Linked DNA regions of Sus scrofa: region 1 is linked to region 2. A link is a contact called in public Hi-C data. All regions are on one chromosome and are shown on one strand. The core of a region is the stretch at or near the end of the contact, and the rest is flanking DNA. Distances in the headings are between cores, read along the strand shown. Region 1 has its middle 18 kb from the start of CCR4. Region 2 holds the start of CMTM6 (CKLF-like MARVEL transmembrane domain-containing protein 6).

What was found. Hi-C and Micro-C count contacts between places; a contact is called where the count stands out from the background.
Region 1: a Hi-C map of omental adipose tissue shows a contact between it and region 2, with 2.1 times the contacts expected there. The contact joins the enhancer-like site here to the promoter of CMTM6 in region 2. A contact is called at or near these places in 8 of 47 Hi-C or Micro-C datasets (brain, embryonic fibroblasts, fetal heart ventricle and 5 more) and 1 of 2 datasets of contacts at active chromatin or transcription factors (alveolar macrophages).

The regions. Positions count from the first base shown.
Region 1 is chr13:18,838,990-18,845,314 of Sscrofa11.1, forward strand. No RefSeq gene overlaps it. Among named protein-coding and RNA genes, the nearest start is that of CCR4, 18 kb to the right of the region's middle. Within about 2 kb of position 4,507, at least 7 of the 83 cell types and tissues checked have an H3K27ac peak or open chromatin away from gene starts, as enhancers often do. A contact at or near this core is called in alveolar macrophages and omental adipose tissue, where this site is marked.
Region 2 is chr13:18,481,820-18,487,865 of Sscrofa11.1, forward strand. CMTM6 (CKLF-like MARVEL transmembrane domain-containing protein 6) reads right to left here and starts at 3,721. Exons shown (of 6, transcript XM_021071540.1): 1 at 3,494-3,721. The coding sequence starts at 3,631.

The DNA of each region.
Region 1 (6,325 bases), core at 3,257-5,756, 360 kb after region 2:
GGAAACAGGCTCTGTTGGGATTCCAGCACCACTTGTCATCGCTATACCTTCCACATAACGAAATAGTCTCTCCCCAACCCTCCGTGACATTATTCCTAAAGCAAGGGAGACCAAGATGCTGGCAGAAGCCCACCTCAGAAACAGGAGAAAATGACCTTTTGTGGGTGGGGCCTTTTGCCCAGCTAAAACAAAACCAAGGTCTTCCAGGATTGAAGGGCCACTCATTCATTTGGGTTCTTTCCTGCTGTAATTTTTTTTTTTTTGACCCTATCATGCGGAAGTTTTGGGGCTGTGGATGGAACCCATGCCACAGCAGAGACAATGCCAGATCCTTAACCTGCTGAGCCACCAGGGAACTACAGTATTTTTATTCTTGATCATGGTAGATACGCATGCACACAGCATGCATGTGTGTGTGTGTGTGTGTTGGTATGACTATGAACCTAAGAGTTCATTTTCATATTTGTCAGTTCTCCAGGAATCTCTGCCAACACCACTTGTAACAAGCTGTGAAACCGAGCCCACTTTCTCTCTTCCCTGCCAGCTGGCTTCCTTGAGCAACGTCCTCATGCCTGCCAGGGGGACCTCCATTGTTATACTCTGAGGACATTGGCAAAGCCCTTTCATTTACCCACTAGTTCATTCAGTAATCAAATATTCAAATATTTCAAATCTATTTTTTCCCTCTCATTGTCTTTTTCCTTTTTTTGGCTGAACCCATGGCATGGGGAAGTTCCCAAGCCACAGCAGTGACAACACTGGACCCTTAACCCAGTGCACCACCAGGGCTTTCACATTATTTACTAGCATTTATGACTATCTTATATGACCTTGTTCCTTGATTTGTCATTTTTCTCCCCTCTGTGTCTGAAGCTCACTCACTGCTATATCCTCAGTGCCTAAACAGTGTCCAGCATGGGATAACACTTGTTCATGAATGAACAAGTCTATGTAAGGTATTTAGAATTTTGTGAGTAGTGTAAATAAATTCCACCTAATGATGTTTTTTGTCTCACCATCCATCACTTTACACATCTTTTGCATATTTCTTGAATGCCTCTATGACCCAGGCACTGTGTGCGGTGCTGGGAATACTGCAGTGAACAATGCGGACCAAAGCCCCACCCTTGAGCTCACACAGTAGGTGTCCTGCCTACATTCTCTCACCAGATCCTGTCATTTCTCCCAAATTGATCCTTTTCCTCTTTTTCTCATTTTCTTGGCTGCACCTGTGGCACACACAAGTTCCTGGGCCAAGGGTCAAACCTGCATCACTGCACTAACCAGTCATAGCAGTGACGACGCCAGCTCCTTAACCCACTGAGCCACCAGGGACCTCCCTCTCCTCTTATTGCCATTCTCACTGTGTTCTCATCACAGGTTCTTTGCCCTCTGCTGTGTCTACTCTCCTGGCCTCATGGCCTCATGCCCGTTTCCTCCTGTGTTCTGTTGCCACATAACAGGTCTGGGTTTGCATCCCAGTTCTGCCACTCACCAGCTGAGGGGACCTGGGCAAGTGACACAGAGCCTCAGTCTCTTTCTTCATCTTTGTAATCAGGATGAGGAGCAGACACTGGTAGTCGGCTTCCTCAAACCCTGACATCCTCTTCAATCTCCTGGCCTGGCTAGGGTGTGTCCTCTCCTAATACCTGGCGCCAGCATCTGTTGGCACTTCCTGAGCTCAGCCATTTGTGGATCACCTGCTGTGCACCAGGCACCCTGCTCTTCTGTGCACTCGTCCTCAGCAGCCTCAGGTAGGTATAATGAGACTTTCTTAGATTTGGTTTGGGTTTCCTTAGAAGCAGACTGTAAAATGAGCATTTTTGTGAAAGTGTTTCATCAGAAAGTATTCCCAGGAAAAACCAGTGGGGGATTGGAGACATATAGAAGGAAGAAGACCAGGCAAGGGCGTACCATAGAGAATAACCTAGACTTAGTCGCACAGAGGTGAGCAGTGTAGCTAGTGTAGCACACACTCAGGCTTGTCCTAAACAAGAGCAAGGGAACTGGGGTATTATACCCTGGCACCAGTCATGGCTGGTGGCTCTAAACCTCCAGGCACTCTGGTTCTCTGTACTTTGTACCTAAATGGTTCCTGTCACCACCAGTGAAGACCTGGCCATCACAATACTTAAGGAAGAAAACTTCCTTAAGTATTTATTGTCAAGTACCTTATAAGCATTTTCTTATTTAAGTACCACAACAGCCAAATAAAGCAATTATGTGCTCATTTTATAGGTGAGCAATCAAAGTAGGAAAGAAACCTATTAAAGGATGAACGTTAGTAAGTGACACAGATGAATCTGCCTTAGCTTTAGTTGCCTCCAGACATTCTGAGATTTCCATGCTACCAAAGGAAACACATTTCTGCTTAGGGAACTGTAGCTGGCCAACAGGTTAGAAGTGCAAGAGAGAAAAGCCATCACAACGGGGGAAGTTTGCAATTCTGAGTATCTGGAAGGAATTTATGTAAGAGTAAACATTAACATAGCATTTTAAATTGGGGGGGTTGCACCTGTGGAACGTGGAAATTTCCAGGCCAGGTATTGAACCTGTGCCACAGCAGCAATCCAGGCTGCTGCAGTGACAATGCTGTATCCATAGCCTGCTACACCACAAGAGAACTCCAATATAGCCTCTTACATTTGTATCACAACTCTTATGGCCAAACCCATGGCATGCGAAAGTACCCTGGCCAGGGATCAAACCTGTGCTACAGCAGTTACCTGAGCCATAGCAGTAAAAATGCCAGATCCTTACCCAGTGAGTTACCAGGGAACTCCTGTATCACATCCTTTTAAAAGTTACTTTCACATAATGTCTTCACTTTTATATTTACATCCATCTTTGAAGGTAAGTTGCCACAGCAAGCCAAAGGCAGGGAGAATCCAAACCCAAGCTAGAGTTGCAAAGGGGAGATGGCTCTGGATTGGGAGAGATTGTGGAAGAGGTGGGGCAGTTTAGGCAAGGAATGGCAATGGGATGAGCTTGTTTCTGGGGGGATGGTTGGGGAGGTGAGGAACTCTAGCTTGTAGGGCTAGATCCCCACAGGATGAATGGGTTCTGAGGGAGGGAAGAGGGGCCTTGGAGCTCAGCTTACTTGTTTGGCTCTGCTGGGTGGGATGATAAGGGCATAGGGATGGCCGAGAGGTGGGAGAGTCATTCTATGGTAGGTGCAGAAGGCCGGAGGAGGGATGAGAAGCAGGAGATAAGCCCAGAATGGGGACTGAGAATAGATGGGAAGAGCTGGAGCTAAGGAAAGCATACCAGTGGAGACCTAGAAGGCTTGTTGACAGGAGAAGTGGAGTTTCATTCAATGGTTCAGTGGTTTGTTCAGTGTCACACAGGAGCCCAAACCTGCGGCATGGGGAGGGGTGCTCTTTCTGACCCAGGTTCTAAACCTTTCTGTTGATTCTGGTGACTCACTGGAGAGCTTCATTCTCTTCCCCAGATTTTGCCATCTAATGCTCAGGAAAGACCTCTGAGGGTTCTAGACCAGAAATCCCAGCTCTCAGAAGCCCCTAATTCAGTGCTGCTGCCTCCTCACAGGTAAAGCTGCCTTACCTTTGGGCTCCCAGTTCTCATCTCCTCCATGCCAGATCATTGCACCTTCCTCATCTTTTTCTCCTCTAAATCCTTCAGAGCCAAGAGTGTTTGAGAAAGAGCAGCCACTCTGGAGAAGGTTAGAGACAAATGAGTGTCCTCAGAGGACAGTCAGATTTTTAGTATTTAATAATGTTGGACATGGAGGGACTAGTGAGAGAGGTGGTAGAGGATATAGGGGTAGGGTGGGAGAAGGCATTCCTGATGAAAGGCCATGAGGTCAGTATGTACAGTGAGAGGCTTTGGAGGTGCTGAGTTTTTTTCTAATGTTGAACTGCCTTCTCTAACCCAGTTCCCCACCTAGAGATGTGCAACCCAGTCCTCTCATTTTAGAGACAAGGAGGCTTGGGTCCAGAAGGGAAAATGCTGCAGCACCTCTTCACTTCCCAGTCACAGATTACAAGACTGGGATAAGGTCTGAGGGGTCTGTTTGTTCAAATCCAGACACAGCCTCTTTCTGCTGGAACCCTTCTGGTATGGGGACCTACCTCCTACGCAAACATTTTCTTCAGCTAAAGAACATCTCCTGGGTCCAGTTCTGCCAGTGCCATCCTGAGCTGCCACCAATCTGGAAACGCCTTTTGCTAAAAAAGCCTTTAGTAACCAGAAGATGCTACCAATCCCCTGCCCACTCCTCAGCCCCTGGACTCCCACATTCCCCAGATAGCTGGGGAAATGACAAGAGCCTGTGCTGTCCCTTTACTTACAGTTCAATTCATCCAACAATTCAAATGGAGGCTTTACCACCTTCCTCCTTTTTGCAGATGAGAAAGCTGATCTTAGAGGGGATAATTCCCTTCCCTCAGGCCACAAATCTTAGAGGTTATGAAATCTGGCTCTGAGTGAAGCTTGGCCTCAGCCTCCAAAGCCCTTGCAAGTTGATGTTATGCAATCTGCCTCCATTTCCTGGCTGTGTGACAAGCTCTTAGTCTGATAGGATGGGCAGTCTCAATGCAGGCTGACAGGGCCGGTCTTCTTGAGGTTGGATTCTCCCAGGTTGGGGGAAGCTTAGAGAAGAAGATGGCATTGCGTTGGCCTCTGAAGGAAGCACTGTATTCAACTGGTAAGGAAAGCGAGAAGAGCATTTATGGCAGAAGGAATCAGTGTGAGTTCAGGCCCATGTTATTCAGCAGTTCTCAGCTTCCAATTATTCAGAGCGCTGAGCCCTGACAGCCACTAGATGTTCCTGTGGCTCTTGCCCCATAAGAACTCTCAAGACATGCCTCACTTTCTTGGCCCTAACTGGCCGCAAGTCGGCTGCCTCTGGATAGGTCACTCCTATCCACCTGGGTGCATATGAATGAAATAACACATCCACTGGCGATGCAGCCTCGGAGCTCGTTTGGCTCTGATTGGCTGCAAGACGCCTCTCCAGGCCAGCCACTCAGAGGTGTCCCTCAGGCCTCCCTTGCCTCTGATTGGCTGGGAGGAGCGCATGCTCAGACACACACTGAGCCAAACTTGTGAGAGGTGGCAGTTAACCGCCAACAGTAGTGGGCCACATGCAGTCTCTTCACACGCTCTTTGGGCCCTGACAGGTAACTTGACTTGACTTGACTCGGGAGAAGGGAAAGGACTGGGCGCCAGGATGTGGGGAAGGGGCGGCTGTGGGACCTGGGCAGCAGCTCTTACCTCAGAGCTGTGGAAGACGGAGGAGCCGCCCAGGCGAAGGCTGGGCTGTGGAGGAGCCGGGCCTCGTTTTCTCCCAAATCTGCCTCAGAGCATAGCAGCCCCTCTGGCCACCAACCCTGGGCCGTTTCCCCTCCTCATTAAGTCTCTAACTGCAGCCTGGAGACGAGGCCATAGGGGCCCAGATCTTATGTAGTGTCGAAGAGACAGAGAGGCTGAAAGGACAATTGTTTATCAACCTTCGATCTTCTTTGTGGTGATTGGATTCGCTCTTTTTTTGTCTTTTTAGGGCCGCACCCGTGGCATATGCAGGTTCCCAGGCTAAGGGTCCAATCGGAGCTACAGCTGCCTGCCTATACCAGTCACAGAAACGCTGGATCCTTAACCCATGAACGAGGCCAGGGATCGAATCTGTATCCTCATAGATGTTAGTCAGATTCGTTCCGCTGAGCCACCATGGAGGCTCCTGGATTTGCTCTTTGATGAACATGTTGGCCCCTTCTTGACATCACACTGTACTTTTGTTCATAATTAGAAACTAATGCATGTTTCCTAATTCATAGTTTGAGAAAAATTGTGATATATATATATATCATATCTCTCTCTCCCCTGGGAGCAAAAAGAAAAACTAGCTCAAGTGAGGTGGCTCCTGTCCTTACTTGATTGGAAGGAAGAATTGCCAGGGTGAAGCCCCAAGAAGGTGCTGTAGAAGTGAGCATGGAAGTAAAGGAAGACTGTTCCTTGGGGCAGAGGAAAACCATCAGGAAATCAAAAGAAAACAAGGAGATGGGTATTGACCACTTCGTGGGGGTTATTCTTAGGGGTAACTTATGAGATAAAGCCTGCACCCAACACAAGGAAACCACTGATCTGTTCTCAATCTCTGTAATTTTGGCGAGAATGTTTTAAAAGGGAGACATACAGTTTGTAACCATTTTTCATTCAACATAATTACTTTGCAGTCCATCCAAGTTCTTGTGTGTAATTTGAAACTAGTTTTTAGGAGAGTTGAGGGTCCTTGTGGACTCATGGAACCTCAACCTCTCAGTGGTATGGTCTGACTTCTGCTAGCCAGATAAGATGCCAGGTAAAG
Region 2 (6,046 bases), core at 2,471-4,970:
AGTCAGAATGGCCAGCATCAAAAAGTCTACAAACAATAAATGCTGGAAAGGGTGTGGAGAAAGATGTGAACCCTCCCTCCTACCTGTTGGTGGGAATGTAAATTGGTAAAATCTCAAAAAAAACTAAAAAAAGAACTACCACATGATCCAGCAATCCCACTCCTGGGCATCTATCAAGAGAAAACCATAATTCAAAAAGATACATGAATCCCAGTGTTCAATGCAGCACTGTTCACAATAGCCAAGACATGGGAGCAACCTAAATGTCCACTGACAGATGAACAGTATGATAAAGAAGACGTAGCACATATATACAATGGACTATTACTCAGCCATAAAAAACCAAAATAATCCCATTTGTAGCAACATGGATGGACCTAAAAATTATCATATTAAGTGAAGTAAGTCAGATAAAGCCAAATATCATATAATTTACATGTGGAATCTAATAAAAGTGACACAAAAGAACCTATTTATAAAATAGAAACAAAGATTTTTAAATCAAACTTAGGGTCACCAAAGGGGTCACTGTGGGGGGGGGGGATAAATTCAGAGGATGGGATTAACAGATCACTATTATATATAAAATAGATAACTCACAAGGACCTACTGTATAGCACCATACACAGTGTTATACAATATCTACTCAATATTCTGTAATAACCTATTTGGGGAAAAAAGAATGGATATGTATATGTATAAATGAATCACTTTGCTGTACATCTGAAACTACACTTGGTCTTTGCCAAAAGGCCTAGAAGCAACATGTACACCTGAAACTAATTCAACATTGTAAGCCAACTATATCCCAATAAAAGTTTTTTAAAAGAAAAAAAAATTAAGGTCATATCTGAATGGCAGGCACATACTCTAACTCCAAGAGTATGTAACTCAAGAGCTAGTTATGCTATTGCCTCTCTAAATTCGCCTTCAGCTTGGAGGCTCCACTTTCTACCGTTCGGTGTTCAACTCTGTACCAGCAAGCACATCCCACAGAGCCTCGGAGATTTGTAAAAATCTTAAGACTGGAAAGAACCTCAGAGGAAATCTATCCAACCTTCTCGAATTCAAAAAATTTCCTAAGTACACAGTGTCTGGTTTTTAAGTTTTAGAAGAAGATTCATTTCTCTTTTGAGGTCTTTGAGAATCTAGTAAGATTTATGGGTCCAGAATAATGTACCCGAACACAGAAATGCACTATATTTTGAATAAAATATCATAAGGCTTGCAGGTCCCTTGTTAAAGTACCTCCTCTTTTGATTATGGGTTTCTCCACTATAGCTTCCTAATTGGAGCTCTCCAATTACATTTAATTAAAAAATAAGTTAGCTAAAGTAAAACAACCTAAAGGCAGAATCTGAGTTAAGGCAAAGAAGATTTTGCCTGTTGCCCCAGGCTAGATGACACTTTTCACTTACTCCATATATAACTTCTTGGGACTTTCTGGGTAACTCTTATGATGTCATCAAGAGGTAAGATGTTCATAGAGACAAAGCAGGAACAAAAAGGCAATCATTGAAATGAAAGGCAATAATGGAAAATTTTAAACATCTACATTAAGGAAAAGTGATTTTGTAAATTACAAGTTCCCATAAACAAATAAATGGATTTCACGAAGAGACATCAGATGTTACTCTTTCACTTTCTCTTTATGGATGATGGAGAACAAGCAGGAATAGTCTAACAACTTTACAAGGCAAACTCATCTTTCCCCTCCTCTCCACATTCAAGTAAAAAGTCTACTACCCTTGGAGTTCCTGTCGTGTCTCAGTAGTTAACCAATCCGACTAGGAACCATTAGGCTGCGGGTTCGATTCCTGGCCCTGCTCAGTGGGTTAAGGATGCAGCTTTGCCGTGAGCTGTGGTGTAGGCCGCAGATGCGGCTCAGATCCCCTGTTGCTGTGGCTGTGGCGTAAGCTGGCGGCTATCCGATTCGACCCCTAGCCTGGGAACCCCCATATGCTGTGAGAGCAGCCCAAGAAAAGGCAAAAAGACCAAAAAAAAAAAAAAAAAAGTCCACTACCCCACTTTTGGTTGTATTCTATTATAAAGATATGGAACTTTGGTTTATTAAACTATAATAACAAAGGTAATGAGAAATTTTACTTTAGATTTGCCAGTTCTGATTAGAAAGGAAATATAATGGCAACCTAAAAGAAATTTAATGTACAAGAGACCAATATTGATATGTCTTCTGAGCACCAAGAGTACTTCAGATGAATATTTATTCTTTTCTGTTCTAAAGAGTTCTACTATTTAGAAACATTTTAGCTCTAAGGCAGACAAATATAGCTTGTATCTAAAAGTCATGTGAGAACTGACAAGAGGAAGGGCAGAAGGAAGCCCTTCTGGGTAGAAAGAAGGATCCATGCAAAGGAACAATGGCAGAAAGGAAACTGAACCTGCTAAGAACAGAAAGCTTGCCAGTTTGGAACTAAAAGTAGAGCCAGACCCTCCTAAGTTCCATAGGCCTGTCACTTGCCTCCACGTGATTTCCTAATTATTCCCAGAAGTGGCTAAAAAGTAGCATTAGTTTTCCCACTGCTATTCTTCTATACAATAAAAGTAGGTCATATGAGTTCTAAGAATATAAATTCTGGTTATCTGAGTTCTAAGAACTTAATTTCTTCCGAAGGAAACCAACTGGCTATTTTCACGTGGGATGGTTAAACAAACCAAACCAACCCATAAACTAGAAATGCTAAACAGTCTGATTTTCCCTCTGGCAGAAAATGTTATTCATCATTGCTTAAAACAGCAACGATGTGTGTGTGACTTGAATTAAAATTTAAACCTCAGAGATGTTTTGATATTTTCACTAATAGGTTTAAGGTCCTTAACCAAAGCCTAAAATAAACTGAAATTCAATGAAACTGAAAAAGAAGTACACCGTGCCCTGGCACTGCTACCTGCGTACAAACACACCAAAAAAAGGTTGTCCTTTTGACTTTGTATTTAGTACACACATATTGCTTATTCAGGAACAATTCTTTTCCAGCCAATATATAACTATTTGGAGACAATTTAGGACACACACATCTCAACACCATGCGCAGTATCCAAAGACTCTGTCCAACAAATTAAACTGCCCCCATCGGCGCGCACCAGGAAAACCGCAAAAACCAGAGAAAGATAAAAAAAAGCATTTCATTTCCTAAATATGAGGACTTCGGGAGATAATGTTCCCAGAGTAATAGCTGGGAGAAGCGATGAAAGTCGCTATGGAAGTTGAAAGTCTGCGTGGACGACCTGGGTCTCCCCCACGCACTTCCTGCGCCCGCCAAACACACTGAGGGGTCCTAGGTCGCCACCGGGAACTCAACCCGGACGTACCAGGAGAGGAGGGGGCCGGTGGGAAGGGGGAGCCCGGAAGGAAACAGCCCCTTCCCAGGCAGAGGGGGAAGTCACTGGGGGTGTGGAAACTGCCCCTTCCAACAGCCAGGTTGAGGGCGGCTCCGCAACCTCCTCTCTCCCGCCCAGCCCGCAGACTCACCAGCTGCATAAATTTGAGGATTCGCAAGGGCCCCTTGAGCCGCTTTAAGGTGAAGTAGCTGGAGAGGCCTCTCCGGGCGCCTCTGGAGGGGGCTGGGTGCGCCTCTGTGGTGGGGCTGTAGACCGCTCCGTTCTCCATCGCCCAGGGCCCAGGGACGCAAGAGAGCTGCTGGCGTCTCAGTCTCGGCGGACTCCGCGAAGGCCGTCACTTCCTGGGCCTCCGCCCGCTTCCGGCCGACCCCGCCCCGGTCCCGCCTCCGCTCGGCCCCGCCTCCGCTCGGCCCCGCCTCCGCTCGGCCCCGCCTCCGCTCGGCCCCGCCTCCGCTCGGCCCCGCCTCCGCTCGGCCCCGCCTCCGCTCGGCCCCGCCTCCGCCTCACTCTAGTCCCGCCCCCTGCCGCGAGGCCTTACGCATCGAGACTTATAACGACTTGGAGAGACTCAAAGAAGGGGAACCGCAGGTGCAAAATTCCTGAGGACTGAACGAGTTCGGCGCAGTTTGAAAGGGCTAGTGTGGCTAGGTTAAGTAAGGGAGAAGTAGGTGAAGCTGAAGATGTAGTCAGAGACCAGATAATGCAGGGGGCTTGCACAGCAAGGGAAAAATTGGATTTCATTTTAAATGCTATGGGCTGTCTGGAAGTATTTTAAGGAAGCTCTCTCCTGCTTCTCTCTGAGGTTTTAGGCTTACTTGTCAAAATTGTTCAATTTACTTGTCTCTTTCTTGTTCACCAGCTGCTACGATCACATGTTAATTTTGGTGAACTTAGACTTATCAATTAGGAGTTCTTGTTGTGGCTCAGCAGAAAAAAACCTGACTAGTATCCACGAGGATACAGATTCGATCCCTGGCCTAGCTCAGTGGGTTAAGGATCCAGCGTTGCTATGTTGCTATGAGTCATGGTGTTGGTCACAGTCATGGCTCAGATCCCTCATTGCTGTGGCTGTGGTGTAGGCCAGTAGCTACAGCTGCTATTGAAGCCCTAGCCTGGGAACCTCCATGTGCCGTGGGTGCAGCCCTGAAAAAAAAAAGTAATTATATTTTATCTACTGAAGTTGATCCAGTCATATGCCAGGCACACATATTTCTCCAAAACAACGTAATGTAGGTACTGTCATAAGTTTTACAGATGAGAAAACTAAGGCTTAAACCAAGCCCTTCCAGGTACAAAGGCCCATCTGTGTCCCCTTGTTTCTTGCCTGTAGAAAAAGGCTTTAGTCTCCTAGGCCTTTCCTGAGCTCCAAAGAGCAGAGTCAAGCGGTTACTAATTAGAGAAGTGAGGAATGCAGAAAGAAAAGCAAGAAACAACAGTTCAGTGAATAGAGTCCTAGCTCCTCCTCAGGGGATGCACATAACATCTGACACAGATTTTGAGTTGTTCTGCAGGAACCAAGTCCCCCCACTCAGGTGAAGAATAGTAGCTACATGCTGACAACAAGCACATAGACGCCACACTTCTGGTTGGAACCAGAAGGTGGGTGATGAAGATTTTTGAAACCTGAAGGTTGTTACAGTACCATCAACCAATCAGAAGTAAGTCACGCCCCCTTCAACTCTCACCCCAAATGTTGCCTTTAGAGCCCTCCCCAGAAAACCATCGAGAAGTTCTGATCTTTTGAATACTAGCCATTCATGCTCTTTGCTGGGCTATGCAATAAATGCTGTACTTTCCATCACTATGACTGGGTGTCAGTCAGCTGGCTTTGCTATGCAGTGGGTAAGCAGACTCAAATTCAGTTTGGAAATAAGGCCAAGAGGCCAAGGATAACATCCAAGGTCAAACACCCAGGGGCAACTGGAATGTAGGCCTAGGCAGTCTGACTCATGGCCTTGCTAACCGCTAGCCCAGCAAACCTCAAACCGGCTATCCATTAGGGCCTCAAGACCCATGGAGGAGGGAAGGGGTTACTGCTGCCCTCTGTTTCCACATTTATCTTCTGTTCTCCACAGCCCCAAACTTCCCTTTTTTTCCCCCTAGTAACAAAACAAAAGGTTCCATTCAAATAAATAGAGACAAGTAGATACTACCCTGCAGGAAGATGGGGAGGGACTCTACAGTCAGCCAAAGCTATCCTTCTATCTTTAATTGAACATTCTGAACCTCTTGCTGAGGCAAAGCAGCCAACAAATCCTGTCCAATAAAGCCACTGTGTTTTCACCAGGGCTCTAAGAATTCAGTGCTTTGTTATTCTTCAAATCACCATCATCCCAAATAAGTCACTACCTGCATCTGAAATTTACTTAGAAATTCATCGCCCCCTCCCAAAAAGATGGGTTAATGAATAAAGATATGAGTAAAAGGAGAGTCTGGTGAAAAAGCAACTGCAGGAACATGTCAATGGAGTAGTATATGGGTGTCCACTGTACAGTTATTTCAACTTTTCTGTGTTTGGATAGTTTCAAAATAAAATACTGAGGGAAAGTTACAAAGAAAAAGGAGACTATGAGAGAGAAGATGGATGGCTCTTTCAATGGTCTTGGTTTGTTTATGGTGCACTTGGGCAATACTAAAGGAGTCTCTTCTTCTCTTTGAACTTAGAAGAGGGTAAGAATGTAGC